Linked DNA regions of Mus musculus: regions 1, 2, 3, 4 and 6 are each linked to region 5. A link is a contact called in public Hi-C, HiChIP or PLAC-seq, Micro-C and promoter capture Hi-C data. All regions are on one chromosome and are shown on one strand. Each heading gives the region's core, a stretch centred on a gene start, on an enhancer-like site or on the middle of the called end of the contact. The rest is flanking DNA. Distances are from core to core; before and after follow the strand shown.

Region 1 (4,555 bases), core at 370-2,869, 770 kb before region 5:
TCCAGTGTATACTGGGAATCAAGCCAGGGTCCTCTGAAAGACCAACCGCTCATCTTCACTGATGAGCCATCTCTCCAGCCCCTACCTTAAACTCATTTTTACTTATTTATTTAGAGACAAGGTTTTGCTATGTAGCTAACCTGGCCTCAAACTCCTTATGTAGACCAGGCTGGTCCTAGAGGTCTGCCTGCCTCTGCTTCCTGAGGGCTGGGATTAAAGGTGTGCACCACCAGTCCTGTTACCCAACAGTCTGACACTCTAGGATCTTGAAAAGCTTTCATGGAGAATATATGCCATGCTTGCCTGAAGCATGAATCAGAGTATTTACTTGCCAAAGGTATCACACAAGGGGAAGGGTGGGAAGCCCTTAGAGCTGCTACAGAGGCCATCACAGCAGCAGTGGCTCGATTGCAGGGCCAGCACACCTATCCTCATTACAACACCCTGGCATAGACCCTGGGCCTTCCAGCTCCACAACCCCTACTTAGTAGCTGCTCTTGCTGAGCAGGGATTCCAAGAGGTCCTTTAGTGCATACTGCGTGCCTCATACCTTACCTGCACCACAGGTAGATTTATATAGCCCAGAGGCATTGTCAAGAAGAATAAGCTAACTTGAGCTGGAGTGTGTGTGTGTGTGTGTGTGTGTGTGTGTGTGTGCCGCTTAGTAGGCAAAATTCTTGTCATGCAAGCATGAGGACCTGAACTCATATTCCCACAACTAAAGTGACATTGGGGACAGTAGCCCATGTATACCATGCCAGTGTTCCTACAGCAAGATGAGAGACAGGAGAATACTGGGACATTAACAGGCTAACACATAGCATTATGCACACAGCAGAGAACAAACTGACCCTATCTCAAACAAGGTCGAACACCTACACACACACACACACACACACACACACACACACACCATGACATGCACCCCTTCACCACATGCATGGTCATGCACACACATAAATAAATTTTAAGATAAATAAGAAAGCCAAGCATGGTGGCGTACACCTTTAATCCCAGCATTTAGTCAGGAGGCAGATGCAGATGGCTCTCTGTGAGTTTGAGTCAACCTGGTCTGTATACTCGAGTCCCAGATCAACCAGGGCTCCAAAAAGAGACCCTGTCTCAAAAGTAAGTAAGTAAGTAAGTAAGTAAGTAAGTAAGTAAATAAATAAATAAATAAATAAATAAAATAAGGGCTACCTTGGTGGAGCAGAACTCGGTTCTAAACTAGTCCCATACTTACTTGGCCAAGCGATTTAAACTTTAAGTACTTGGGTTTCCTCCTCTATAGAAAAGAAAACACGGTTGATCTAAGAAGCCAGTATGTGTACCTGGCCCAAGACAACCCTTACTAGAAGCGTTACTCCGTGATCTTAGGACCATAAAATCCTCCTGATCTCCATCCTCCCTTCATCAAAATGTGGTTGGCAAGCGGTGGAGCTAAGGGGTCCAAGAGAGACTGGCTATCGTGGGGAGTCAATCGTTCCTGGATGGTGAGGACACCTTTTGTGGCACGCCCAGTGCCTGGGCGCTTCTCGGGTGGAAGCAGTTTCAAGGCACGTGCACAGGAAATAGCCCCAAAGTTTTCAATGCTCCACCCCAGGGGGCGGAGATAGAAGGAGCCTCTTATTTGAAAGGGAAGTTGTGAAGTCGCTCATTCAAAGTCCGGGGGAGCGACCTGGGAAGCGGAATTCGGGGCCTGAACCTCCGTGCCTTGACCTACTGATTGTTCCCTTTGCAGACCCTGCCTTCCTCTCAGTCCACACTCCGAGCCGTAGACGTCGGGTTTCCAGCTCCGTCTGTGCACACATAACTCCAGGAAGCCGCTAGCTCCCGACGATGTCTTCTGTCAAGTTATGGTGAGTGGGGAGTGAGCTGTGTCTCCGGCACACCCACACAGGTGGCCCGGGGACACACTCAAAGGACGCCTTTTCTGAGGCAGGGGACAAAGCTGGGGGTGAGGCGGGCAGCAGTGGGGAGGCTAGACTCGCTGCCTACGCTGCCCACGCGCAGTCACGGAATCCCGGAGCTTGGGAGACAGAGGATGCGCTAGGCTGGGGGATGGGCCCCCTACCGGACAAGAACCTTTCTCAGGCCTACTGGTGCGTCAGCGGTTCCTCTGGTGAGCCGTGAAGAACTGAAGAAGCTGGAGTTTGTGGGTAAAGGAGGGTTCGGAGTCGTGTTCCGGGCACACCACAGAACATGGAACCATGATGTAGCAGTCAAGATCGTGAACTCGTGAGTGACCCCAGCTGTAGTCAGAGTGTGGTCACGAGCCTGAGTGGGGCAAGGGTGGGGTCTTCCAGAGCGCAATCCAATTTTGGCCCCCTTTCGGCGTGTAGGAAGAAGATATCCTGGGAGGTGAAGGCTATGGTTAATCTTCGTAATGAGAACGTTCTGCTCCTGCTGGGGGTCACTGAGGACCTCCAGTGGGACTTCGTGTCCGGGCAGGCTCTGGTGACAAGATTCATGGAGAATGGCTCCCTCGCAGGGCTGCTGCAACCCGAGTGCCCTCGGCCCTGGCCACTCCTCTGTCGCCTGCTGCAGGAAGTGGTGCTGGGGATGTGCTACCTACACAGCTTGAACCCTCCGCTCCTGCACCGGGACCTCAAGCCCTCTAACATTCTGCTGGATCCAGAGCTCCACGCCAAGGTTAGTCCATCTACAACCTAGTGTAGACTTGGGACCATGTTGAGTACCTGTCCCTCTGAATACAAGACTACACACATGACAAGACCCAACTAGGAGTTTTATTTCTAGTCATACCAGGTGACCCTCCTTACCAGACGCCCTTCTTAACCCCCTGGCTCAGTTCCACAGGCCTAATGCACCCTCACGGACCCAGGCTGACTTATCTCAGGCCTGCCCATCAGCAACTCAGATCTCCTGCTAAGTTCTCAATGACTTTACCTTCCCTCTGGTCCTCCATAACACCTTCCAAAAAGCTGAGGCTGCTGCATCTTCTGGGGAGCAAGAGAGGGAAAAATCTCTGACCCCCCCCTTCATCTAATACCTTCCCTTTCCTTTCCTTTACAGCTAGCAGATTTTGGCCTGTCCACGTTTCAGGGAGGGTCCCAGTCAGGGTCAGGATCAGGATCAGGATCCAGGGACTCTGGGGGCACCCTAGCGTACTTGGACCCAGAGCTGTTATTTGATGTCAACCTGAAGGCTTCTAAAGCGAGTGATGTCTACAGGTAAACCATCCACCCCAAACACACTCCAAATCTCTATACCAATTTGGGCCCTTCTAAAGGGAATGATACAGGAAAGAAGTCTCGCCAGAGGCCATCTAAGCCTCCATTTGTGTCTGTACAGCTTTGGGATCCTCGTGTGGGCAGTGCTGGCTGGCAGAGAAGCTGAGTGTAAGACTCCAAATGGAGTACCCGAAAGCACCTAAACCCCCCTGGAGCCCTCCCTTTTACCCTGACCCACTAACACACTGCCCTCTTCCCACCTCACCTCTCACTTGGATGACTCTCCCTGCTCCTGTCCGCGATAGAATGGGCTGTCCCCTCATTTCATGAATTCCTTATGTTATCCCCCAACTCCAGTGGTAGACAAGACTTCACTAATCCGGGAAACAGTGTGTGACAGGCAGAGTCGTCCTCCACTGACAGAGCTGCCTCCAGGTAGCCCTGAGACTCCCGGCTTGGAAAAACTGAAGGAGTTAATGATTCATTGCTGGGGTTCCCAGTCCGAAAACAGGCCATCCTTCCAGGGTGAGTTGGCCGTATCTCTGGCAACTAGGGTAGGCTTGGGTCTTCAGCAGGGAGCTCCTCCAAGGAAAGAAATCCGACTCATATACAACTCGCTGTTGTCTTTCAGACTGCGAACCAAAAACCAATGAAGTTTACAATCTGGTAAAGGACAAGGTAGATGCTGCTGTCTCCGAGGTGAGTTTCTAGCACTGCCTTCCCATCCAGGAACTGTTGGGAGATGGCACAAGTGGCTCCCTTAACCATTCAGTTTATCTTCACTGGCCACCATTATTTAATCCTTGGTTGTCATTCCCATTCACCAGAACCTACTCCTTAGTCTCCAGAGACCAAGAAAATTTTCACTGGGGTTTACTTTGGCTGCCCCAGCTCCTGACAACAAGGTCCCCCTGTCTGCACAGGTAAAGCATTATCTGTCTCAGCACAGAAGCAGCGGCAGAAACTTGTCTGCCAGAGAGCCAAGCCAAAGAGGCACAGAAATGGATTGCCCGAGGGAAACCATGGTTTCTAAAATGCTGGACCGCCTGCATTTGGAGGAACCCTCCGGACCAGTTCCTGGAAAATGTCCTGAGAGGCAAGCACAGGACACATCAGTTGGGCCTGCCACACCAGCAAGGACATCTTCTGACCCCGTGGCTGGCACTCCTCAGATTCCACATACTTTACCCTTCAGAGGCACAACACCTGGGCCAGTCTTTACTGAGACTCCCGGTCCTCACCCCCAAAGGAATCAGGTGAGACACTGGCAAGACTAGAGCACACCCTCTTACCCAGGAGAACTGCACGGTGATGAGATTAGGCTCTTGAATAGAAAGCCTGAGAGCTCTGTGTTGTTTGCA
Region 2 (4,352 bases), core at 775-3,274, 640 kb before region 5:
TATCCTCTCACTCTCTGGGACACCAGAGCCACTGCCCCCTCTCTTGGATGCCCAATCTTGTGTGTCTACTGGTGGGAGAATGTGAGGACCCCAGGGTGCAGTGTTCCTGGCCCAGATGGCCCCTGCTGGCTATTGGGTTTTAGTTTGCAGTCATGTGTGCTTCCCTGTCTTATGGCTGTATCCTTGGTTATCAATAAAATATTTCCTGGCCATCTGGACTCTTTCTTCTTGACACAAATAACTGAAATCCAAGTGGCTATAACCAGTAGAAGTAGAACGGTGGAAGGAAAGGTGCTGCTCTTAGGTTAGTTTTGAGAAGGTGTGGGTGGGATAGGGTGGAAGGTGTCTGACTTTGTAGTGCCAGCTGGCCTAGAACTATGTAGACAGACTATATAGACAGACTGGCCTCAAATTCACATGGATTTGTCTGCTGGGATTAAAGGCATGTGCCATCAGCCTGGAATATTCTTTCTTTTTTTTTTTTTTTTAATTTGGTTTTTCGAGACAGGGTTTCTCTGTGTAGCCTCGGCTGTCCTGGAACTCACTCGGTAGACCAGGCTGGCCTCGAACTCAGAAACCCACCTGCCTCTGCCTCCCGAGTGCTGGGATTAAAGGCGTGCGCCACCACGTCCAGCTTGGAATATTCTTTATTTTAAAACAGGTGTTTGATAGGTATCCCAGGCTGGCCCTGAACTCTTGTTTTGTTGTTTTTGTTTTGTTTTTGTTTGTTTGTTTTGTTTTTGAGACAGAGTCTATATAGCTCTAGCTGTCCTGGAACTTAGTATGTATACCACGCTGGCCTTAAACTCAGAGATCTGTCTGCCTCTGCCTCCTGAGCATTGGAATTAAAGGAGAAGGCCACCACACCCTTGAATTTTTAATCCTCTCTCCTTTGCCTACCTAGTAGGTGGGATTACAGGCATGACCCACCTGGCTTGGCTTTTCAACTGAAAAACATTTTATTCCATTATCCCAAATGATTCTGGATGGGTTGTGTCCCCTGCACACTGAGCCCAGGGGAATTATTTCTTCAAAGTTCTAAATACCAGTTTAGCCCGCTTTTGCACTCCACCTGTGAAGCAAGCTCAGGTAGTGTTTGGTCCTCGTCCCGTAGAAGGATCACTAGACTAGGAAAGCCTACTCCAATGTGGGCTTCGGTCAGTTCTAAGCTCACAAGTGCCAAGTGTTGTCACACTTCCTGACTCCATGTTAAATGACTCCCTTGGTAATTTGAAATCGGACATGGTAGCTAGCTGTGGTGGTTCACGAATGTAATTCCAGCACTTGGGAGGCTAAAGCATGAGAATCAAGAATTCCAGAGCAGCCTAAGTTGCATACCTAGTGAATTAAAGGTTACCCTTGCCTTCATAGTGAGATCCTACCTTGAGAAAGGAAGAAGGGGGGCGGGGAGAGGGGGCGCGGGCGTCTGCAGCAAGAATAGTTTCAGAAATTGGCAAGCACTACAAATCCATTTGTACAAACTCACATCTGTTAAAATACTGTTGCTGAGGACGGTAGAAACCAAAAGAAATCCTTTCCCAGGGCAGCCCTCCTAGCCCTTCACAGTGGCTTGAAGAAAGTCTCAAAAACCTTACGGACCCACCCCTTTATAAGACTAGATTTTCATTCATTGCCCATGCTGATCTCAACCCCCTGCCTAGGCCTCCTGTGTAGCTGTGGTTAAATCACTTTGGGGTGCAGACACTACATTCTTTCTGCTTATACTGTTGCTGAAGACTAGTTTTTTATACTGTCAAGATTCTGACATGAAGACAAGATGAGTGCAGAGTAATAAACTCATGAGATGAGGTCTCAATTTCAAGACAGAAGTGCACAAAGAAAGCTGTGGCTTCTCTAGTGAGAAGTGAGTTGGGTGGTGTAAGGAATACTTTGTGGCCCGCGCCTTGGAGGGAGGTGTGGTCGCCGGTTGCAGCTATTCTCCCCGCAGAGCCTCCGAAGGCGCTCTTGCGCTGTCGGAGGAGGCCGAGCGACGCTCTAGTCACCCGGGCTTTGCCGGTTCTCTGTGGCTCGCCCGCCGCCTACTTGGCCGCCATAGAATTGGGACACACTCAGCGCCAAGTTTGGATTTGCGGGTGGATCATGACGCGGCTGCCAAAGCTTGCGGTTTTTGATCTGGGTAAGGAACGGCAGGGGGATTTTATAAGGCGCTTCCCTTTTCCGCTCCCCGCGGTAGCTAAGTGTCTGCACTCCTCCAGCTTGAACCTTCTTCCTCCTTCCTCTTGCAGATTACACGCTCTGGCCTTTCTGGGTAGATACACACGTAGACCCCCCATTCCACAAGAGCAGGTGAGACTATAAGAGGTATGGGACCAGAAAAGACATTGCGGGAACTGAGCGTTCTGTCATATTCTCCAGCGATGGAACTGTACGAGACAGGCGGGGCCAGAACATCCAATTGTACCCGGAGGTGCCCGAGGTCTTGGGAAGACTGCAGAGCCTTGGCGTGCCTGTCGCCGCTGCTTCTCGGTGAGATAAGTAACTGTGCTGCAGACTCAAGTAGATGCATAAAGAAATTGCACTTAACTCCCTGAGTACCGAAAACTAGGAAGTGCAAATGTAAAAATATTTTCGTTGCTTTTCTTTCTTTCTTTTTTTTTCTTTTCTGTTTGTTCGTTTGTTTTTGTTGCTGTTGTTTTCGAGACAAGGTTTCTCTGTGTAGCCCAGGCTGTCCTGGAACTTGATCTGTAGACCAGGCTTGCCTCCAACTCACAGAGATCCACATGCCTCTGCCTCCCAACTACTAGGGTTAAAGACATGCGCTATCCACTGCCCGGCCTTCGTTGCTTTTCTATCATTAGCTTTCTGTACTTCTAAATTACTAAAGATTAGTTCAGCGCTAGCTATGTCGGAATCTCTGGAACTGAATAACAGGGCAAAGTTGTCCCTTTATCCCCTTATACCTAACTTTGCCTGCATCTCTGGCACTCCCCTAATGCATGTATTTAATGCCTTTTTTTTTTTTTTTTTTTTTTTAAGGACAAGTGAGATACAAGGGGCCAACCAACTCCTGGAGCTCTTTGACCTTGGCAAATACTTTATTCAGCGGGAAATCTACCCAGGCAGCAAAGTCACACACTTTGAGAGGTAGGCAGACAGCTGGTGTGGGAGCAAGTGGACTACAAAAGAAGTCAGCTTGACAAGTGGTTACCCCTGCCTTGTTCTTCACAGGTTGCACCACAAGACCGGAGTTCCTTTCTCTCAGATGGTCTTCTTTGATGATGAGAATCGGAATATCATAGACGTTGGCAGACTTGGTACTGAGTCACTGCTGGGGGGTGAGGGGGGGGGAGTTCTTAAAAGAAGATAAAGTAAGTGTAGGGTGGGTAGTATACGGCAGAGCCTTGAAAGTGTGGTAAAATGTGACTGCTCTTTGTTCCAGGCGTTACCTGCATTCACATCCGGGATGGGATGAGTCTTCAAACGTTAACTCAAGGATTAGAGACATTTGCAAAGGCCCAAGCTGGACTCTGAGGTCCAATCCTGTGGATAAGCCTCATCTGCAGTGTAAAACTAAAATCAAGAAAGCCTTGTCAGGGGCTCTTGTATTAAAGTGTCCACGTGTGACAGTCAGGGTTCTGCCACCGTATGGGTTGTTTCCATTTTTCTTTTCTTTTTCACAAAGATTTATTTATGTATATGATACTGTCATTGTCTTCAGACACACCAGAAGAGGGTATCGTATCAGATCCCATTACAGATGGCTGTGAGTTACCATGTGGTTGCTGGGAATTGACCTCAGGACCTCTGGAAGAGCAGGCAGTGCTCTTAACCACTGAGCCATCTCTCCAGTCTGTTTCCATTTTTCTAACATGTAAACTGAAGTTGTGTCCTGATTAGAGTGCACCAGGTTGTTGTTTCCTTGTGTTGGAACCCACCCTGAGACCTCCTCCAACGGTTTCAAATAGTGGGGTGCCATAACGCTGTGCATTTCTTTGTAGGGACTAAAAGTTAATACTGTTTGGAAATAAGGTTGGGGCCGGCCGGCCTTTTCTGGTAGTAGGGAGTAGCTCAGGAATGAGCCAACCATAGCACGAGGCTTTGTCCCTCCAAGGTTTTAATTGCGCTATATCCTGATTGATGATGTCATGGCTATCTATATCCTGGAGGGATTGGCCAAGGCCCTTCTCAGAATGGTGATAGTCTAGAGGAAGGCAGGCAAGCCGAGGGATAGAGGCGGGAGAGAGAGAGCAATGAATGGACTCTGGACTCGGCAGACTCTTTAGGAGGTGTGACCCTGGGAGACATTGGGCCTCCTGGGAGGTGCTGGCCAGAAGGGAATGGGAACAACAAGAGCCAGGCAAGAAGAGGCCCAGGAGACAGGCTGGCCTGAA
Region 3 (4,275 bases), core at 521-3,020, 810 kb before region 5:
CGGGCTGAAGAAAGCGCCTCCGCCCTGACCTCCAGCCTCTCGATAGCCCCCAAAGCCTTCTGGTGGAGGGTAATCTCTAGGAGAGCCGTCCCCCCAAGTTTCAGATGTGTCCTCTAGCGAGGTCGGCGGGTCAGGCGTGGGAGAGATGGAGGTAATCCGGATGCTGGGACACTCAAGAACACGACCACCCCCAGCACCCCCTGCATTACCTCCTGGGCCCCCCAGCCTCACCGACCTAGCTGGCTGGCTCTCCCAGGTGCCAGGTGAAGGGGCGGGACGGGGCGGTGGTGAGTGCATCCCTGGCCGAGGGGGTGGGGGTCGGGGAATCCCAATAGGGGCAGCACCATAAGGAAGGGGTTCCCCCAGGGCCAAACGACAGCATGGAGGGGTATCCTCTGAGTCCAGCTCTGTCAAAATGGAAGGGAAGTAGAGGGAGAGAGAGAGAGAGAAGCTGGTGAAATGTCTACGTTTCTCGGATGGTCAGCCCCTGAAGCCTGATATGCTTAGCTAGGAGAGGTTCCCCTAGTCTCCGGACAAAAGCAAAGTTGAACATCACAAGACAGAAAAGAGATACAGGCATGCCAGGACCTCATACTCTAACACTCTGGTCCTGGGCAGGTGGGCTGGGGTGGTTTGGGGAATTCTAGAGCCAGGCCTGGAGGTGTGCTTGCCCAGGCTCTGGGCTGGGCTGGGGGCGACTCACACATGAACCCAATTAGCGACGGTTCCCAAACCCCCAAATGGTGCTGGCAGAAACCCCAGTTACCATCGCAACTGTGGCCTGGGGGTGGGAGGGATGGGGGCATGTCTGTGGTGACGAGGGGAGGTGACTCCTCCCTCGCCCCCCCCAAAGGGGGCGGGGGTGCAGTCGAAGGGTGATGCGTGCGGGGCCCAGCCAACGGGGGGGGGGGGGAGAGGGGGTAGCGGGCAGCGCGGATTCCGTGCAAGCGGCGGCCGCCGCCCCCGACTCGTTCCCCGCCATCTGCCTCTCATTGCGGCCAGACAGGGGGAGGGGGAGGGGTGTCCCTGCGCTGCCCGAGGGAGCCCCCAGCCCCAGGCGTCGCGTCTGCAGAACCAGGCCTAGGTCCTAAAGCCTTTAACTCCAGGGCCAAACCTCCCCTTCCCAAGCCGGCACCTCCGGCTCTTGGGGGCCAAGGTTCCCTTCCGCACCCCATCCCAGAGACAGTCGGCCTAGCCGGCAGGCGGCGCATAGCCAACAACACCCCCACTCCCACCCCAGTTAGGACCTAAAAAGGAAAAAAAAATGATGCCGTGGCCCCCAGCCTCACTTCCACAGCCTTGGTAGTCCCTCAGCTCCCTTCATCCTCTGACCCACCTCACCCTCTCACACACCCCAGGCTCCCAAACTGGAGATTTCCTGGCCCTTCGGTCACTGGCCAAAAGACCCCTACCCAGCCCCGCACTAACCTTCCCCAGGACCCCCAGGGCCCAGCGGGGGGGGCTCCTTTTCCTCTCCGAACACCAGCTTAAATTCCAGCTCCTCATCCTCGCAGCTTGCGGCCCCCATGGATCCGGCCGGAGCCCCCAGGTCCCGCCTGGGTGGGAGGGGGAAGCTCTGGACGCTGCTGTAGCTTCACGCGAGGGTAGCTCCCTCCCTCCCTTTCTCTGAGACGCCCCCTCTTCTGTCGCTGCCGCCTCCCTCCGGACGCCCCCTCGTTATTATAGAAACTTTTCCAAACTTTTTTCTCCCAAACTTCTTCAAAGCGGCCCCCCCCCAGCCTGTCTCTGATTGGTTACCCGGGATGCACCGGCCCCTCCTCCATGGATGAGATGGGAAAACCACGCGCCCCTAGTTCCCCCCCCCCCCGCCCCCGGTCATCTCTCCAGTCCCACCCCCTCCAAAGAGGGAGAAAAAACTGAATTGGAAAATGGTCCCTTCAAACGTTATAGAACCCTAATGGTACCTATTGGCCCACAGTTGTGACAATCATTTCCCACCGAAAGCCCAAACCTCAGCCTATTTAGTCCCAGCGTAGGGGGTGGGGAGGTCCGGGTCCCCTCGCCTTAAAGAGGCCATATTTTTGTCACCCGTCCCCCATTGTAGCAGGCCCACGGTACATTCTGAAGAGCAGGATAGCCAAAATCTCCCAAGAAAGGGCACCTCACTGTCCTTTCCATCCAAATCTTGAGTTGAAGAGAGATCTGGGATTGAGAGAGGCTCTGAGCTGCTCTGTAGAGGAGGCCATTCCTCCACCCTCGCTGAGACCACTCTACCTGGACCTCCAAGGAGCCTTTGCAGTTCTTAGCCACCACCTCCACAAGCCACCCCCCACCATTCCCTTAAGATGAAGAACTTCTAGCTGTCCCAGAAGCCTCTCAGAACTTTCGAACCCCAGGAAGCCTTTGAAGGCCCATAGCCCGCTGGGCGTAGATCCAGGCCAGGCTTTGCTGATACCCTTGTCCCAGCCACCTAGATAGGCCATTAATTAGCCTTGGAGGAGATAGTCGGCTCCTTCGTCCCAAAAGCTGCAGATCTCTGGGCTCGCTGATCCCAAGACGTTCTGCTCCCGGCCATCCTAAATTCCTGGCCGGGTTTAGAAAAGGCCAGAAGCTAAAAACTTAGGCCCACCGGCTGGACACCTGTCACCTGGGCAGGGAAGGAAGACCCGGTCAGGAGTTTCTAGGAAGGGCGAGCATAAAGAGGTCCCATTTGGAAGAGAAAGAATAGAACGGGAGATTCTTGATTCGGACTGGAGGCGCTGCAAGACAGGGGAGCAGTCACCATTCTCCTTGCATGCTTACCACATGCTCCAAACTTCCCTAATAAACCTGGCAAATCTCCAGTCTCTAAATCTCTCAGGCTCCGACCCGCGTCCCCCAACAGCAAACCCCAGTCCAGCACCTAAAGGGTTAAGCGCCGGCCCTCTGGTCAGACGTTTACAAACACTCGGGAGCCGGGCGGGGACCGCGCCCATTACTCTAATGAGAAACAGGCTCTGCGGGGCAGAGGGAAGGGGGGCTGGCCTGGCGGGCCTCAGCTCCTTGGCGGCGGAGGCGGCGCCCCTCCCTCCCCTCAGTCCTCCCTCGAGCCAGTCCTGGGGACCCCCCCAGCCCCCGGGGACCCCAGTGACGTGCGGCGCTGCCCCGGCTGCAAGCCCAGGGCCGCGAGGCGGGAGGGGCAGGGAGGAGAAGCTTGGCGGGCGGGAGAGAAGAATGTTCCGAGGCCGAGCCGGGAGAGGGCCTGGTTTGATTCCCCCCTCCCCGCCCCCCTCTCTCCCCTTGGGTTCTTCTCAGGTTACATTCCCGTCTTGCTTCACCTCCGAACTGGAGGAACTCACGGTTAGGGGGCGCGAGGAACACCTCGAGAACATCTACCACCCTGCACCTAAGAGAAGGGTGGGCAGAGGTGGGAATCCAAGGAGAACAGACCCGGAAACTCGGCCGGGGCCCTGCTCCCTCATACCCCCCGCTCAGCGGCACAAGCAGACGCGCACATTCTTTTCAAATGTCATATTTCCTTTGATCCTGGGCAGTGTTTCTCCATATGTCTGGCTCAGCCTCTGCCCAGCAAACCACCTCCCCACCCACCCCGCTTTGTTTTCCTGGAGAACCCTCCCCCTTCCCTCGTCTGGAAGACCAGGGCTGGCTGACTTCGACTTTCTTTCCCTTCTCCTCCCAGTGACTCAATTTCCCCACCGTGGTGTTGCAAAAGAAAGGAGGCAGAAGAGAGAACAGTTTGGCGCGAGTGAGGTATTAATGTCAATGATTTCTCAGAAAGACAAACTATTTTGGAGTAGGGCATCTTCTATTGCAAACTCTCCAGTCTGCCGAAGCTTAGACAGAGGGACAGAACATATGACCTCTGATTTGTCCACATTGGCCTTGAGGTCGAGGACTGGTAGTTAAGTTTAGGTTGTCCTACACTACTGCCCCCTGGCGACCACAAAGCACAGTTGCCCTTCCTTCCTCTTGGCGGTTTCTCCTGCCACCTTGTGGGTTTTATACCTCCTCTGCCCCCTAGCGTACCCACCTGAACAGAGTTCACTTGTAATTAGACTTTGCTTTTTGCTTTGTTCTGTTCGTTCAGTTTGGTTGCTCTAAAGCAGCTGTTCTCAACCTGCGGATCCCCGAAACCATCAGAAATACCAGATACTTATATTATGATTCATAACAGTGGCAAACTTACAGTTAGGAAGTAGCAACGAAAATAATTTTATGACTGAGGGTCAGCATAACATGAAGAATTAAAGGATCGCAGCATTAGGAGGGCTGAGAACTACTGCTCTAGAGACGGTCTCAAGTAGTCCAGATTGT
Region 4 (4,404 bases), core at 937-3,436, 520 kb before region 5:
ACGGCACGGTGACCAGCACCAGGGCCTTAGCCCGTGCCGGCTAAGCCTATCAGAGTCAAAACAGAGAGTCAACCATCCAGTGGCTATCATGGGAGACAAGCATTGGTGAGTGGGGCAGAAAGCCGTACCTCTGGGGAGTACCAAAGTGTGTCTGGTTGCAGGCACCATAAGACCAGGTTCTGGGTTGTGGTGGGTATGTGGAGTGAGTTCAGACTACCTGTATCTGTGGCTTTTATGAGGTTTGTGTCTCCCATCGGGGAGGAGAGGCAGTCAAGCCTCTGGTCCAAGAGTGAAGAAAATTGCCCAGATGAGAGCTTCATGAGCAATCTTAAAGAAGCTCTTCCATGGCCTTTTCAATCAGTTTTGATGTTCAAATGGCAGCTACTATTATCTGTCTCCTTCGGTGTAAATGCCTCCAACAGAAGGCATAGCTCCAGATGGTAAAGCCCTCTCCCAGTGCCAGCCAGGCTTTAGGTTAGGATTCTCGAATGAAGACAACGGATGCTGGGGTTTCAGGTAGTGCCTCTGTTCACCTGGGTCAACAAGGGTGGACTAGCCAAGGATGTTTTAACATAGGGAAAACTGGATCAAGAAGAATAATGCCATTGGTCCATGCCTAGATTCCTAGAAGGGCAGGGTAGTCTCTGTATTGTTTGTCCTGCTACCCTCCTGGAAGATAGTAGGGTCTGCTGTGATTGGTCTGGACAAAAGAAGGTAAAGAGATGTAGTTACCCTTCTCACATGCCAGGCCTCACCTGCCAGAAACCCATAGTAGGCCTCGATGGTGTGGGCCTGTGCATTCCCTGGCTCTCCTTAGAAGCCTTAGGGGTTGATGGTAGGGTCAGAACCTGAGAACACAGGCTACATTGCCTGGGAAGGGAGAAGAGAAAGCTCTTGGATGTGGGAGTTTGGGCCTGGGTGGGGTGTTTTCCAGAAGACAAAAAAGGCAGCATACTTTGTGTGGCCCCAGGGGGTGGGGGCACAGCAAGGTAGGTCTCTTTGTGTGTTTTTCTGCACATGACAGTTTCCCTGAGAAATTAATTTTAAATGCATGATCCTGAAAGCTTTGATCCCCAGGTATTGGCTCCAGTTGTCTTATGGGAAGCACAGCTTCTCCCAGCCCCACCCCAATTCTCCTGCACGCCCCTGAGAGGGACCTTCTCTCTATCCTTCATAGACCACTCTCACATGGATTAACCAAGTAAACTGCGAAGAAGAGATAAGGAGTCAGTTTAGACTCTTTTACATCCTAGACCATGGAGAGAGGGGTATACGGAGAAGAGGCCCGGTTGTATGGGGGGTGGGGCAGGGGGAGCCAGCCAGGACAAGCCTGGGGTCCAGGACCTACTGGGGGAAGCCGGCCAAGTTAAAAAGGCAGTCTGCCCTCCTCCCATCTTGCTTGCTTCCTTCCTTCTCTCCCTCCCTGTCTCCCTCCCCCCCTAGTCCCCAGAGGCTTCACTGGGCTTCGTGCCAGGTTCCGTTCTGTTCTCAGGGAGGCTGCAAGTGATGTTTACCTTCTACCGTCTTTAGGGAGCTTTGAGCTCGGGTCCCCGGGGCCTCAAACCCTATGGCCTCAAGGCCTTAATGGTTACTCACACACTGAAAGCTGGACTAGGAGCCCTTGGTCTGAAAGAATTACATCTGCTAAGTAGAGCATTTGCAGAGATAGGGCTCAGGAAGGCAAAGGAGAAGGGGGAGGAGGTTGCGAGTGGCAGCTAGAACAGCACACAAGCCGCAGGGAGGGACAGAAGAGCACAGAGGCTGGCTAGGAAACCTGGCATGGCTGGGGATGGGAATGCGGAGGGGGGGGGGGATGCACCACCGTGAGACCCACACTGATTAATAGCCACCCTGCCAGTCTCTTCCTAGGATGGGAAACAAGCGGAGGAAGCCCGGAAGGTGGAGCGCGGAGTGGGCCCCGGGCTATGGGTCACTCACCGCAGGCCGGGGAGGTACATAGCAGCCATGGCACCTGGACTGGCGCTGCGGGATGGCCACAGGAACGAGCGCAGTCGGGGAGACAAGGAAGGCGGGGAAGGAAGGAGCATAGCAAAGCCAGAGGGAGTTGAGGTTGGGCGGGAGGCGCTTAAAAAGGAGGCGGGCAGTCCCCGGGGCGGAACCTAGCTGGTTCTCTCGCCCTTCTGTAGGCCGGCTCACTAGCCCGGGCTCAAGGCCCCGGGCTGGGTGAAGCCTCCGCCCCACAGTCATCACATCCTCAAGCCATTGGAGGCCGGAGTTCAATTTGGGATCCGCCCACTCGGCCAGCCACGCTGTAAGATACTGATGTAACTTTGAAGGCTGTTGCTCCTTAGAGAAAGCAACCAAGAGATGTCGAATGCAAAACAAGTTAAGAGTGAGGGATGAGACCAGGGCTGGGGAGCCCAGGATAACAAGATGCCTAAACCCTCAAGGTCTAGGTTTGCTTTTCCAGAGCACTCCTAGCCTCAGGCTTTTCTTTTCCAGGGTCCCAGATGCTAACTAAGCTCTCCTTAGTCCTCAAATAATAACAAAACCAAACTATTGTCCGTGCCCAGCTTCTTATCAAGGGAGTTTCCTCTAGCACCATGGAATTGGTGGGGTGTTTCAGGCTTACAGACATATCCTTGGTCCTCTAATGCCCTCCCCCACCTAATCCCAAAGAGAGTCCTTGTGTAATTTCTCAACATTTCATTCCAACTTGAGACCATTGGGTATTCAAATGCTGTACCAACCCAAACTCAACGCATCCATGATGCTCAGAATCCTCTTTCTGGTTGCAGCACTGTGACTTTCTTTGGAGAACCATCAGATCATGTGGGTCTGACCTTGCTTCTCTTAGGGCCAGTTTGTGTGGCCCACACCCTGGCCACAGCAATCAGGATGTTCAGAGACGGGGGCATGGGATCCCTGTCTGAGACCTTTTCTAACCTTTGGACATGAGCTCCTTTTTTTGCTGGATTGCTGAGTCTGTAGAGTCTAAGTTGGGTTCTGTTGGGTGTCAGCTTGATAATGCAAAGCACCAACCTGCCTGAGGCAGAGGCAGAGCAGTGAGACAAAGATCAATAGATGTCCCCTAACCACCCCAGTGGTCTTTATTAAGACTGTCTGAGGGCTTCTTTAAAAACCCCTTCTTCTTTTGGGGGTTAGGATGGAAACTGTGAGCAGAGATGCTCAGTGCTGTGGAGCCTGAGTTATGGCAGGGTCTCCCTAAACAGCCAAGGGCTCTCTTCCTCTCCTACTCTTGCTGGGGTAGGTGGTCCAGAGTTTCTTATTCTTTGGAGGCCATGTGGACCTTAGAGGACTGTGTGGACCTAAATGGTCCACTGCTCTGTTGCTGTAGCCAAATTATCTGTCATACCTGGATATGAGCTTGATAAAGTGGTTATTGAGAGCAATGCTAGTACCACTATCAAAGGTAGAATGGATGTTGCTGTTAAAGTCTCAAGAGGCAACTGGTCCCTATATCAGCCCAGGATGCTTCAATGCCTGCCTCATCATCATCTCCTCCTCCTCCTCCTCCTCCTCCTCCTCCTCCTCCTCCTTCTTTTTCTGAGACAGGGTTTCTCTGTGTAGCCCTGGCTGTCCTAGAACTCACTTTGTAGACCAGGCTGGCCTCAAACTCAGAAATCCGCCTGTCTCTGCCTCCCTAGTGCTGGGATTAAAGGCATGTGCCACCACACCCGGTGCCTCATCACCTTCTTATATCTGCATGTCTGTATTTACTTTTGAATCACAGTCTCCCTATGTAGTCTGGCTGTCCTGGAACTCACTATGTAGACAAAACTGGCATTGAATGCAGAATCTGCTTCCCAAGTGCTAGTTTTAAAGGTATGTGTCACCACACCTCTTGGCATCTCCCAGATGGCAGTTTTCTCTGGGCAGCATGTCAGATCCAGGACGCACAGTGGAAGTAGGGACAGAGAAGGTCATGTTAGTGAACTTACTGTTCAGCTCAGGCATGACCTTTGCCCACAGCTTTGGCTGTACCAGGAATGAAGGGATGTTTTGGGTAGCCCATGGCCATCACAGCACAGCTTTTCGGTGTGTGTGTGTGTGTGTGTGTGTGTGTGTGTGTGTGTGTGTGCGCGCGCGCGCGTGCGCACACGCGCATCTGTGTGTGATCCAAGGTCTTCTAGAGGACAGTAGTCATAAATCCCTTGATGGATGACCTTGGGCCAGGGATTGCTAAGCAGACTGTGGAACAGGGGGCATTGATGACAAACTTGAATGAGATGTTGTACCTCTCCTGGTCCATACCCATCACAAACAGAAAGGGCAGAGATGATGTCCCTTTGGGTCCATCCTCCCAGTCACCCCACCTTTCCTCACAACAGTGAAGACCCCACAGCATACTTGACACCAGCATCCACCCAGCTAATGTTGGAGAGATCAAATTCCTGGAAGATTAAAGACAAATTTCCCACG
Region 5 (4,294 bases), core at 120-2,619:
TGGCGATGAGGGCTGTGACTTTTGTTGTTTGTGGGGTTGTTTTTGTTTTTTGAGATAGGGTTTGTCTATGAAGCCCAGGTTGTTCTGGAACTCACTATACACTCCAAGCTGACCTTGAACTCACAGAGATCCACCTGCCTCTGCCTCCTAAGTGCTGGGTTTAAAGGTGTGCACCATAAACAGGCCAAGGAGTGTAATTTTATCTGTACCACTAGAACTTACTATGTAAATGCATATTAAGTGGCACTTATAGCCACTATTTTGACAGATTGTCAACATCTGTTTTCTTAGTTATTATTTAAATAAAGGAGTTTGGGTATAACTTAAAAAAAGTTTTCTGGGGGGTGGCTGCAATCGGAATGTAAAGTGACTAAATAAAATAAATAAATAAGTAAGTGAATGGGGGAAAAACAGCTTTCTGTATTTCTTTGGGAGCTGAATGAATTATTTTGAACTTTCATGAAGCGCATATAAGGCTTTTATTTTACACCTAAGATAATTTTGTAGTATTCGAATCATCAAAGTGTGTGGATGAGACTTATGAAGTCAAAGTTAATCCCTGACTGATTTATTCTAAAAGACATACATACTCACCTGCTCCTGGAGGTTTTTCAAAAGTGTTATCGAACTTGACACGTCTGACTCCAGCACCTCCTACAGATAGGAGGGGACAGTTAAAGGTGATCAATTTCTTACTTTAGGCGATGATGATTGCAGAACGTACTGCCTATCAAACTCCCTCCTTTCCTTCAAAACAGTCGCGACTTTTGGGTCGTTTTCCCCCCGCACAGGGGCAGGCAGCCTCGGCACACAGCCAGTCTCCTCCCACCACACCCCCCCCAATTTACTGGAAAAGACCGGAGATTTCATCGCCAAACTTTACGGCTGCCTTTGCCCCAGCCACATTGTACATGTGACGCTAGCTCTGCTCGGAACATTGTCCCACCTTAAGGCCGGGTCACCGCCCGCCATGGTCACGAGACTCTCCCTACAAAGCTCATTCTGAAGAGTAATTTGGGGTTAGCCTCCTGTCCGGAACCAGCCAACCTGCAGCGTCTGACCCTCCCTCTCATCTGACATACGATACCGCTGTGTCAGAGTGAGCGCATCCCTGAGACAACTCTCATCACTCTCATCATCCATGGTGCCAACGGTTTGCCTCGATCCGTGGAGGCGAAAGGAAACTTTCACAGATTCCTTCCTTTCCGGGAAGAAGCAAGGAGACAGAACTCACCGGAGCCGCCATCTTCGCAAAGCCCACCCTTTCCGGGCCCGAACTTCCTAGGAGCTAGCGTGAGTTCATAGTTTTGATAGACAATCACAGTTTGCAAATTTCAGCCAATGGAAGTAAGAGATCTTTCATTTCCGCTAATCGGAGAGGCGGGACCTCACCTAGCCAATGAAATAAAGAAACTCCCTGAATGTGTCAAACGCAGAGGCGTTCTTAAGGCGTAAAGGTGGGCGGGGACAGAAGCATGTGATTCGTGATTTACAGAGAATGATGGATGCTAATTCCAATAAATATTGTGCAGATTATTGATTGACAGCTAGTGCAACCAGTAGAAAAAAGAAATTAGTTATGCAGCCCGAGAGCTCATTGGCTCCCAGATGCCGCAGAGACAGTCTTTCCACGGCGTTTTCCGTGTAGTGCCAAAACAGACCGCAGGGTGGCGGCTTCCGTCCGTTCTCTGATGCGGCAGGGTTGCTGGGCCGCCATTGGCCCCAGGACTTCCAAGTGCGCCTTTCCTGGTTCTGTGACTGTCCTTGAACAACAGTGGAGCCCTTTTCATCCGTAATTTGGATGGTTGGGATGGAGGAGCGGGAACCCAAGGTTCAGAAACCGTCGGCCGCATCACCGGCCAACCCTCCCCGTGCACGCCTAGGACTCTGCGCAAAGGCCGCATTGCGCCCTGCATTCCTCTCGAGGGAAAAATCGACAGGCGAGGAACCGGCTCAACCTGCGTGCCTTTCTCACTGCTCCACTCGTCCACCGCAGAACGTGGTTAAAACCCTGGCTGTGCATATTTCCTTTGTCCCCGTCATCTTTTCTCAGTATCTTCCAACACGCCCACTCCCTCGCCTCTCACGGGCTGGAGGATTAGGTGGGAGTTATAACTCCCACTCTCCGTCTGCATTACACAATACAGCGCTAGAAAGGTCCTCCTGGCTCGGAGTTTCCTCGCGCAACAGAAGAGCAGACCTGAGCCGGGAAATCCAAAGTGTAGCTTTGGCCTTTAATCCCAGATCTCTTTAGTCAAGAGACAAGCAGAGCTCCATGAGTTTCAAGCCAGTCTGGTCTACATTGTGAGATCCCATCTCAATAAACAAAATGAAAACGGGGCTGGAGCGATGGCTCAGTCAGTGGCCAAGAGCACATATTATTCTTGCAGATGACCAACGTTCCATTCCCAGCACCCAGACAAGACAGCTCACAACTACCTTTAACTCCAGCCCCAGGGGAATTTTAGTTCCTTCTGACTTCCCTATATACAGACATAGGCATACATAAAAGTGATTGTTTTTTTGTTTTTTGTTTTTTGTTTTTTTTTTTTAAGCAAAAAAGAGTAATCCTTTTTCTATCTTGAATTCTGGGTGAAACATTCTAGTTTCTACCTATTTGGGAACTACATAAAATGGGACAGAGGGTTTGCCTGTGATATTTATTTGCTGTTTAAGGTTCATTGGGAGGCGCAGAGCACTGTAAGAACCTACAAGAGTTTTGGTATTTTTCTGTCTTTTAAAAAAAAAAGTTTATTTATTATATGTGTGCGGCACGCTTGTGAAGATCAAATGGGAGTTGGATCTCCTTCCACTATGTGAGTCCTGGAAATAGAACTCAGTTGGTCAGCCTAGTGGGCAAGCGCCTTGACCTGGAGCCATCTTGTCAGCACTTTTCATGTATTTATTAGGATTTTCTTGTGAAACTTCTGTTTTAACACTATTTTTTGGAACTTGAAGTTTGTCATATGTGTTATAGACAAACGATTACAATATCTGAGAAAATAAATAATACTTCCTTTTAAAGAAAAGATTTATTTATTTTATGTATTGAGTACGCTGTCACTGCCTTCAGACACACCAGAAGAGGGCATCAGGTCCCATTACAGATGGTTGTGAGCCACCACGTGGTTGCTGGGAATTGAACTCAGGGCATCTGGAAGAGCAGTCAGTGCTCTTAACTGCTGGTACTGCCTTATTTTTTTTTTATCATTAAAATACCAATAACCTTGGCGAGATGGCTCAGCTGTTAAGAGCACTGGTTGCTCTTCCAGAGGTCCTCAGTTCAGTTCCCAGCACCCATGGCAGCTCACAACTGTCTGTAACTCCAGTTCCAGGGGATCTGACACCCTCATACAAATCCATAGTAGATAAAGTTAAAAAAAAATGAAGAAGGGGAAAAAATTAAAAATACCAATCACCTTGTATGTTACAAGAAATATGAGAGCTAACAATGCAATAAATCTTTCTAAAGTTATTTCAGATTCAGCCAGCAATCAAGAACACAAGAGCATTAAATTTGTCTGTTTTGTCTTTTGTTGTTTTCAACAGCTCCAGATGCTGCTGAGCACTCAGCACATTTACAAGTATACACTGAGCAAAGATAAAACTTTTTTAGGAATACAAATTTAATTGCAGTTTTAATTATTAACATTTAGCATTTTTGAAAGTTTCATGAGTACATATTTACATGATTTCACCCCCTATTCTCCCTCCTCCAACTGCTCCTGTGGCCTCTCTCTATCTCAACATCATGATTTCTTCTTGTTTCACACACACACACACACACACACACACACACACACACACACACACACATGCAGGCAGGTAGATAAGTAGATTTGTCTAAATAAATGCAATGTGCTGAGTCTATTCAGTGTTGCTTATGTGTTTAGGGATATATATTGTGCTGGTTCGTTTTTTTGTCGATGTGACACATAGGGTTACCTGGAAAGAGGGAACCTCAATTGAGAAAATGCCTTCATAAGATCGGCCTGTACACAAGTCTGAATAATGATAGATGTGGCATTTACCAAGTGGTCCTGGCTTATATAAGAAAATGAGATGAACAAGCCATGGATGGAGCCGGTCAGCATCAGTCCTCCATATTTTCTGTTCTAGTTCCTGCTGTCAGGTTCCTGTCCTAATTTCCCTCAGTGATGCAGTGTGATCTTAGAGTGGTAAGATGAAATAAACTATTTCTTCCCCGAGTTGCTGTTGGTCAGGCTGTGCATCACAGCAACAGGAAGCAAACTAGAGCTTATGTGTTTAGGGATGGGCACTCGGGTTGCATAAC
Region 6 (4,848 bases), core at 1,846-4,345, 760 kb after region 5:
GGTACTAAGTACTAAGTAGCTGACAGAATGAAGTACTAAGTTCTAGGACAACAAAAGCTCCCATAATCTGATAACCTATAAAATGTGGGTCCTTTTGGGAAAGGCTGATCAGGTGCGACTGGTATTAGGACTTTAGATTCTAGAACATATATGCAGAGAGCATTAGTATTCTGTCTCCACATGTTCCAAATAAGCGTTAGCATAGTTGTTTAGAAGGAAGAATTTCAAGTATATGGAAAATGTTCTTTATAACAAAAGTTATCCTAAGGTATTCCCAGAATTGATATAACTCAGGATTGAGTAGATCTTCTAGAATTATATACAATGAAATGAACTCTTGGTACCTACTCTAGACAGGCCTCTGGAGAGAAAAATGTATTCTCCCCTTCTTATCTTGAAGTCAAGACACATATGGAAGAATATATCCTATCTTAAAAACATATCTTTTAAAACATACATGATTTGATACAAAAAGAGTACATAAAGTACTGTACTTTTTTTTATTTTTTTTCTGGTTTTGTTTTGTTTTTGTTTTTTTTTTTTGAGACAGGGTTTATCTGTGTAGCCCTGGCTGTCCTGGAACTCACTCTGTAGACCAGGCTGGCCTCCAACTCAGGAATTCACCTGCCTCTGCCTCCCAAGTGCTGGGATTAAAGGCGTGCACCACTACTGCCGGGCTGATAATATAATTTCTTAGGAGAAAGAATGGAAGAATCACAGAGTATGCCCCCTCTACTCTCCCATATCTTATATTGTGGAGCACCTTAGTAATGAAGCCTCTAAGGTCTTCTCTGACTTCTGATTTGACTTAAAACCCAATGTGTCTTTGCCAGTCATCAGATTTACAGTGCTAGCATCATCTTTTGCATGCCCAAAGTATTGGAGCTTTGCAGTATGGCCGAGTTTTAATTATTTGGAGAAACAGAGGTCGTTCATGTCAGAATGAATAATTGTTAGCAAGTGCAAACATCTTCTGGGCATTTATCATGGGCTCTGGACTTTGCTGCTTAATGTTTGACATTATTTCATTTAACCCCAACGAAAACAGTGCTGTGATTCAGGTATTGTTATTTCCATGTCATGGAGATGGAAAATGAGACCATAGTGGCATATACCTGAAATTTCAGCACTCAGTAAGCAGAGGCAGGAGGATTGCAAATTTGAATCCATTCTGGGATACATAGTAATTTCCAGGCGAGGCTACATAAAGAAACCTTGTCAAAAAGAACACAAAGAAGGAAAGCAAGAATTAAATGTTAAGTGATCAGTCTCAAGTTAAGTAATTAGTAGTATGTAGAATCAAAGTTTAACACCCTCTTTGTCTGACTCTGGAACTTGAACTTTTATCTACTATCCCTCTGCACATGAGCTTTTTACACATAGTAATGTTCTGACTCACACTACTCAAAACCAATGACCGTATGAATCCCTATTGAGAGTTTAGTTATGTTCATATACTGAACACAAAACAAAACTTTTCCGTATTGTTAATTCAGGTAGCTGAGAAAATCTGGAGTTCAGAATGGCTTTGTCTTAGAATGAGTATGCTTGTCTCAATAAGTGATGTCTTGCATTGATTCTGTCTTCCTAGGGAACTCCTATGAAGATGTTAATGACAAAGATCAAAGGCTAAGACACTTCTGGAAGGTGCTGGGATGATGGCACAGGAACTTCTGGAAGAATTCATTACTGGATAATTAGAAACAGCCAGTTAGCCCATTTGGCCTTAAGTTGACGACCAGAGGAATCTGTTCTACTTGTGCTGAGACAGGGAGAAGGGTTCAATTGCAGATGCATTTCATATTATGTGGAGTAGGAACCCGTCTGGTTATCCTTCCACATCCCACCCACTCTACAGTAACACAAGAGCACAGAGGCTACATTTCTAGGAGTGCAAACTTCTCTCTTGTGAATATGGATTTACCTCTTTTAACAGACTAAGGCTTTCCAAAGACACGAGTGATTCACTGGAACCTGGGCAGGGCTATTTACGTCTTATTGGATTGTGGCGCTAAGTGTTTCCGGGCTAAATACAGATAACAAGCGACAGTAGTTCAGTTGCGGGTTTAGAAATGCTGCTCAACTAGTTAGGCAGGGCAGTTGGAAGTGTCTTAAACGCTGAAATGAAGTACCGGATTCTATGCGGGTAGACTTTTTAACTGAAAGATGAGATACTAGGTTTAGAAGGTCGGGTTATTGTGAACTTGTAATGGCAGTGCAAACCAGAAGGCAGAACTTAAGTTTTCTTCAGCTAAAACGCTAAAAAGCAGTTAATTGTACTTGTTAAAACCTCAAACTTTCAATTCTTTTTCTATAAAATGATTCAGAGGATCAGGTTGAAACAAATATGCTCTTTGGAGCCATTCAAGGAATATTATAACAATACCTGTTGTACAATGTCAGTTTGCTGCTGATCCTGACCCTTCACTCTACGCACAAGTGACTATCTCTCTTTTTAGACAGTGACTGATTAACCTAAAAATTCCTACAATATAACTACAGCTATTGGACCTCCTTGGTACTCAACGAGCGTTTGTTGAATGAATGAATACCTGCTGGCTTAGGTTCTTCGTGGGGCCCAGATTCAGCCTTCCAGTTCAGGATCCTGTAGAGGTCAACCCTCTCCCGCCAGTGTAAACCGGCGCTTGGCCCGTATAAGCATAGTTCTCACTGCGGAGGAACTTGACCTGCTCTAATGATCGGTCATAGGCATCTGAAGATAGAGCTTTTAAGAGAATTAGGGCCAGGCAGGTTAAGTCCCTGGACCGCCAGCTTGGTCTCTAAGCAGATTCCCAAGCTAGACCACTGAGGGGGATCAAAGAGAGCCGGAACTCTCTGGGAAGCGTCTCTGTCCGCTGTTAAACCTCTCCCCTTGTTCCGGTCACAAATCTCGTCGCCAGAGCAACAGAGGGCGTCAACAAACGCAGGGCGGAAATAAGGCTATAGTACACGTCTCCAGAGGGGGAGATAGGCCCTGCGCAGGAGCATTAATTTATTTCCGTTTGTAGTTCTCAGTCTGGGTATGCAGCCTGTGTCTGCGCATTAATTGTGACGCACCAAGGCTGGCCTTTACGCCGGAGCCAATTGGCCCGCCGGTGTGGGCGTGGCTAGGGCCCGCTAACGCGCACGCGCGAGCCACATCGTCTGTGGTCGTCCGGTATCCGAAGTCCCCGTGTTCGTCATGTCGGCGTCTGTGGTGTCCGTCATCTCCCGGTTCCTGGAGGAGTACTTGAGCTCCACTCCGCAGCGGCTGAAGTTGCTGGACGCCTATCTCCTTTATATACTGCTGACCGGGGCGCTGCAGTTCGGCTACTGTCTCCTCGTGGGCACCTTCCCCTTCAACTCTTTCCTCTCTGGCTTCATCTCTTGTGTGGGCAGCTTCATCCTAGCGGGTAATGATTCTGTATCCTGGTCATAATGTCCCACTTTGGCGCGCAGCTTCGTCCTCACGGTACCCTTTGGTAGTTTGTAGAAGGCCGTCGTCTGTGAAGTCACGCTTACTTCTTGGGATCCAGGAAGCAGGCTCAGAAATGTCACGTTTCTAATGCCTAACAGGAGTTGAAACTGAATATGTAAAGAAATAGTCTTCTGGTGTTCGTCGCAATTAATACTTCTCTAAGGAAAAATATCCTACCTTGATGAAACTTTAACACAAATTTAAAGTTGGTAGAGCTTTAAATTAAAATGCCAAGCTGAGACATTTCTATCACTTTGGCCTAATCCCTACTTCATCTAGGAGAAGACTTTGGTGATAGTATAGGAATATAAATATTAGTGACTGCTTGTGAGGAGGCAACCCAATTGATGCTGGCTTTTTAGTTGCCCCTACTTATTTCTGTGCATAATTTATGTGCTTTTTCTCTTTACCCTCAACTCAATTTTTATTCACACAATTGTGTATTAGCTCTTCTTTCTTCTACACATTTAATAACCTTACAGACTTCCAGGTTTAATGAGGATTGCCGCCATGGATTTCATCTGAAGTCTGACTTTTCTTGCCCCATGGAACTGAGAGAATACTGGGAACAGGTTTGGCTTAGGAATGTTACTACCAAATGTATCATGGTCAGTCAGCAGTGTTTTGGGGGTTTATTAGCAATTGTTTTCCTCAGTGAATTACAGCTGGTTTGGGCAGAGACAAAATATAGCATTGGACTTGTCTGGAGACTTGATTTAGTGTCTTAACATAAACCTCACGTCACATGTACACATTCACATTGCTAGGTCAGGCCCACTGGGAACAATTTTACTTTTCAGAACTTAAATAGGCCCCAGCCGACTTGTGCCCCAGTCAGAGCTAGAGCTGCAAAGTCAGCTTATTCAGTGGTCATCATAGTGTCTTTGGTTTTTGGTCCAGTTTCTGGAGGCTACACCCTAACCATCAGGATATGTTAGCACCATTAGCCAGGTCTGACAAACCTCTCTACTGTGCCCAGTACTGTTCCCGACAGAGAACAGTAAGAGGCTGAGAACCTCTTACTTATTTAGCCTCTGGTTATGGAAGTGTAGGAACAGAGTGGGGCTAACAGCTGATTTAAGTAAGGTCTCTCCTGTTGAAGCCACCCATCTTCACAAGCCTCTGAGTTAAGTCCTGACTTACCAGAACTACATAGAAAAAAAGTGATTTGCTGGAAAGTTAGGTTAGTGCGCTCACACTCTCTCTTTCATCCCATCTGTCTTTCTTTTTTTTTTTTTTTTGGTAGATGACTTTTGCTTTTTTTTTTTTCTTTTAAAGATTTATTTACTTATGTGAGTACATTGTAGCTGTCTTCAGACATAGCAGAGGAGTGCAGAAGATCTTATTACAGATGGTTGTGAGCCACCATGTGGTTGCTGGGAATTGAACTC

Evidence for each region. Promoter capture Hi-C pulls out the DNA fragments that hold promoters and counts their contacts. Hi-C and Micro-C count contacts between places; a contact is called where the count stands out from the background. HiChIP or PLAC-seq counts read pairs in DNA pulled down with a chosen protein or histone mark. Capture Hi-C pulls out chosen DNA fragments and counts their contacts.
Region 1: a contact with region 5 is called in a Hi-C map of B cells, with 8 read pairs. The contact joins the promoter of Ripk3 here to the promoter of Ngdn in region 5. A contact is called at or near these places in 3 of 39 promoter capture datasets (liver and pre-B cells) and 1 of 484 Hi-C or Micro-C datasets (B cells).
Region 2: a contact with region 5 is called in an H3K27ac HiChIP or PLAC-seq map of cardiomyocytes, with 5 times the contacts expected there. The contact joins the promoter of Mdp1 here to the promoter of Ngdn in region 5. A contact is called at or near these places in 5 of 39 promoter capture datasets (embryonic stem cells, hippocampal neurons, liver and 2 more) and 2 of 115 datasets of contacts at active chromatin or transcription factors (cardiomyocytes and forebrain).
Region 3: a promoter capture Hi-C map of embryonic stem cells shows a contact between it and region 5, with 2.5 times the contacts expected there. The contact joins the promoter of Nfatc4 here to the promoter of Ngdn in region 5. A contact is called at or near these places in 3 of 39 promoter capture datasets (cranial neural crest, embryonic stem cells and liver).
Region 4: a Micro-C map of embryonic stem cells shows a contact between it and region 5, with 2.2 times the contacts expected there. The contact joins the promoter of Pck2 here to the promoter of Ngdn in region 5. A contact is called at or near these places in 13 of 39 promoter capture datasets (the 3T3-L1 cell line, 3T3-L1-derived adipocytes, the HPC-7 cell line and 7 more), 5 of 484 Hi-C or Micro-C datasets (the G1E-ER4 cell line, cerebellum, embryonic stem cells and 1 more), 9 of 115 datasets of contacts at active chromatin or transcription factors (the NIH/3T3 cell line, astrocytes, bone marrow-derived macrophages and 3 more) and 3 of 9 other capture datasets (adipose tissue, embryonic stem cells and macrophages).
Region 6: a contact with region 5 is called in a promoter capture Hi-C map of adipose tissue, with 2.1 times the contacts expected there. The contact joins the promoter of Dad1 here to the promoter of Ngdn in region 5. A contact is called at or near these places in 1 of 39 promoter capture datasets (pre-B cells), 1 of 115 datasets of contacts at active chromatin or transcription factors (fibro-adipogenic progenitors) and 2 of 9 other capture datasets (adipose tissue and liver).

Annotation. Positions count from the first base shown.
Region 1 is chr14:55,785,921-55,790,475 of GRCm38.p6, reverse strand. Ripk3 (receptor-interacting serine-threonine kinase 3) reads left to right here and starts at 1,619. Exons shown (of 10, transcript NM_019955.2): 1 at 1,619-1,859; 2 at 2,095-2,238; 3 at 2,343-2,652; 4 at 3,037-3,194; 5 at 3,316-3,362; 6 at 3,552-3,719; 7 at 3,826-3,893; 8 at 4,118-4,450. The coding sequence starts at 1,840. Gm32092 (a long non-coding RNA gene) reads right to left here. Exons shown (of 5, transcript XR_874644.2): 2 at 3,460-3,826.
Region 2 is chr14:55,658,123-55,662,474 of GRCm38.p6, reverse strand. It overlaps Mdp1 (magnesium-dependent phosphatase 1), which reads left to right and starts at 2,024. Exons shown (of 6, transcript NM_023397.5): 1 at 2,024-2,137; 2 at 2,247-2,307; 3 at 2,377-2,487; 4 at 2,998-3,105; 5 at 3,190-3,275; 6 at 3,401-4,352. The coding sequence starts at 2,101. The coding sequence ends at 3,492. It overlaps Nedd8 (neural precursor cell expressed, developmentally down-regulated gene 8), which reads left to right. Exons shown (of 4, transcript NM_008683.4): 4 at 1-212.
Region 3 is chr14:55,822,290-55,826,564 of GRCm38.p6, reverse strand. It overlaps Nfatc4 (nuclear factor of activated T cells, cytoplasmic, calcineurin dependent 4), which reads right to left and starts at 1,770. Exons shown (of 10, transcript NM_023699.3): 1 at 1,429-1,770; 2 at 1-407. The coding sequence starts at 1,528. It overlaps Gm41159 (a long non-coding RNA gene), which reads left to right and starts at 2,976. Exons shown (of 3, transcript XR_874646.3): 1 at 2,976-3,367; 2 at 3,641-3,711.
Region 4 is chr14:55,538,048-55,542,451 of GRCm38.p6, reverse strand. Pck2 (phosphoenolpyruvate carboxykinase 2 (mitochondrial)) reads right to left here and starts at 2,186. Exons shown (of 10, transcript NM_028994.3): 1 at 1,939-2,186; 2 at 1-46. The coding sequence starts at 1,967.
Region 5 is chr14:55,012,529-55,016,822 of GRCm38.p6, reverse strand. Ngdn (neuroguidin, EIF4E binding protein) reads right to left here and starts at 1,369. Exons shown (of 11, transcript NM_026890.2): 1 at 1,235-1,369; 2 at 595-654. The coding sequence starts at 1,246.
Region 6 is chr14:54,252,176-54,257,023 of GRCm38.p6, reverse strand. Dad1 (defender against cell death 1) reads left to right here and starts at 3,095. Exons shown (of 3, transcript NM_001113358.1): 1 at 3,095-3,392. The coding sequence starts at 3,182. It also overlaps a transcript of Abhd4 not described here.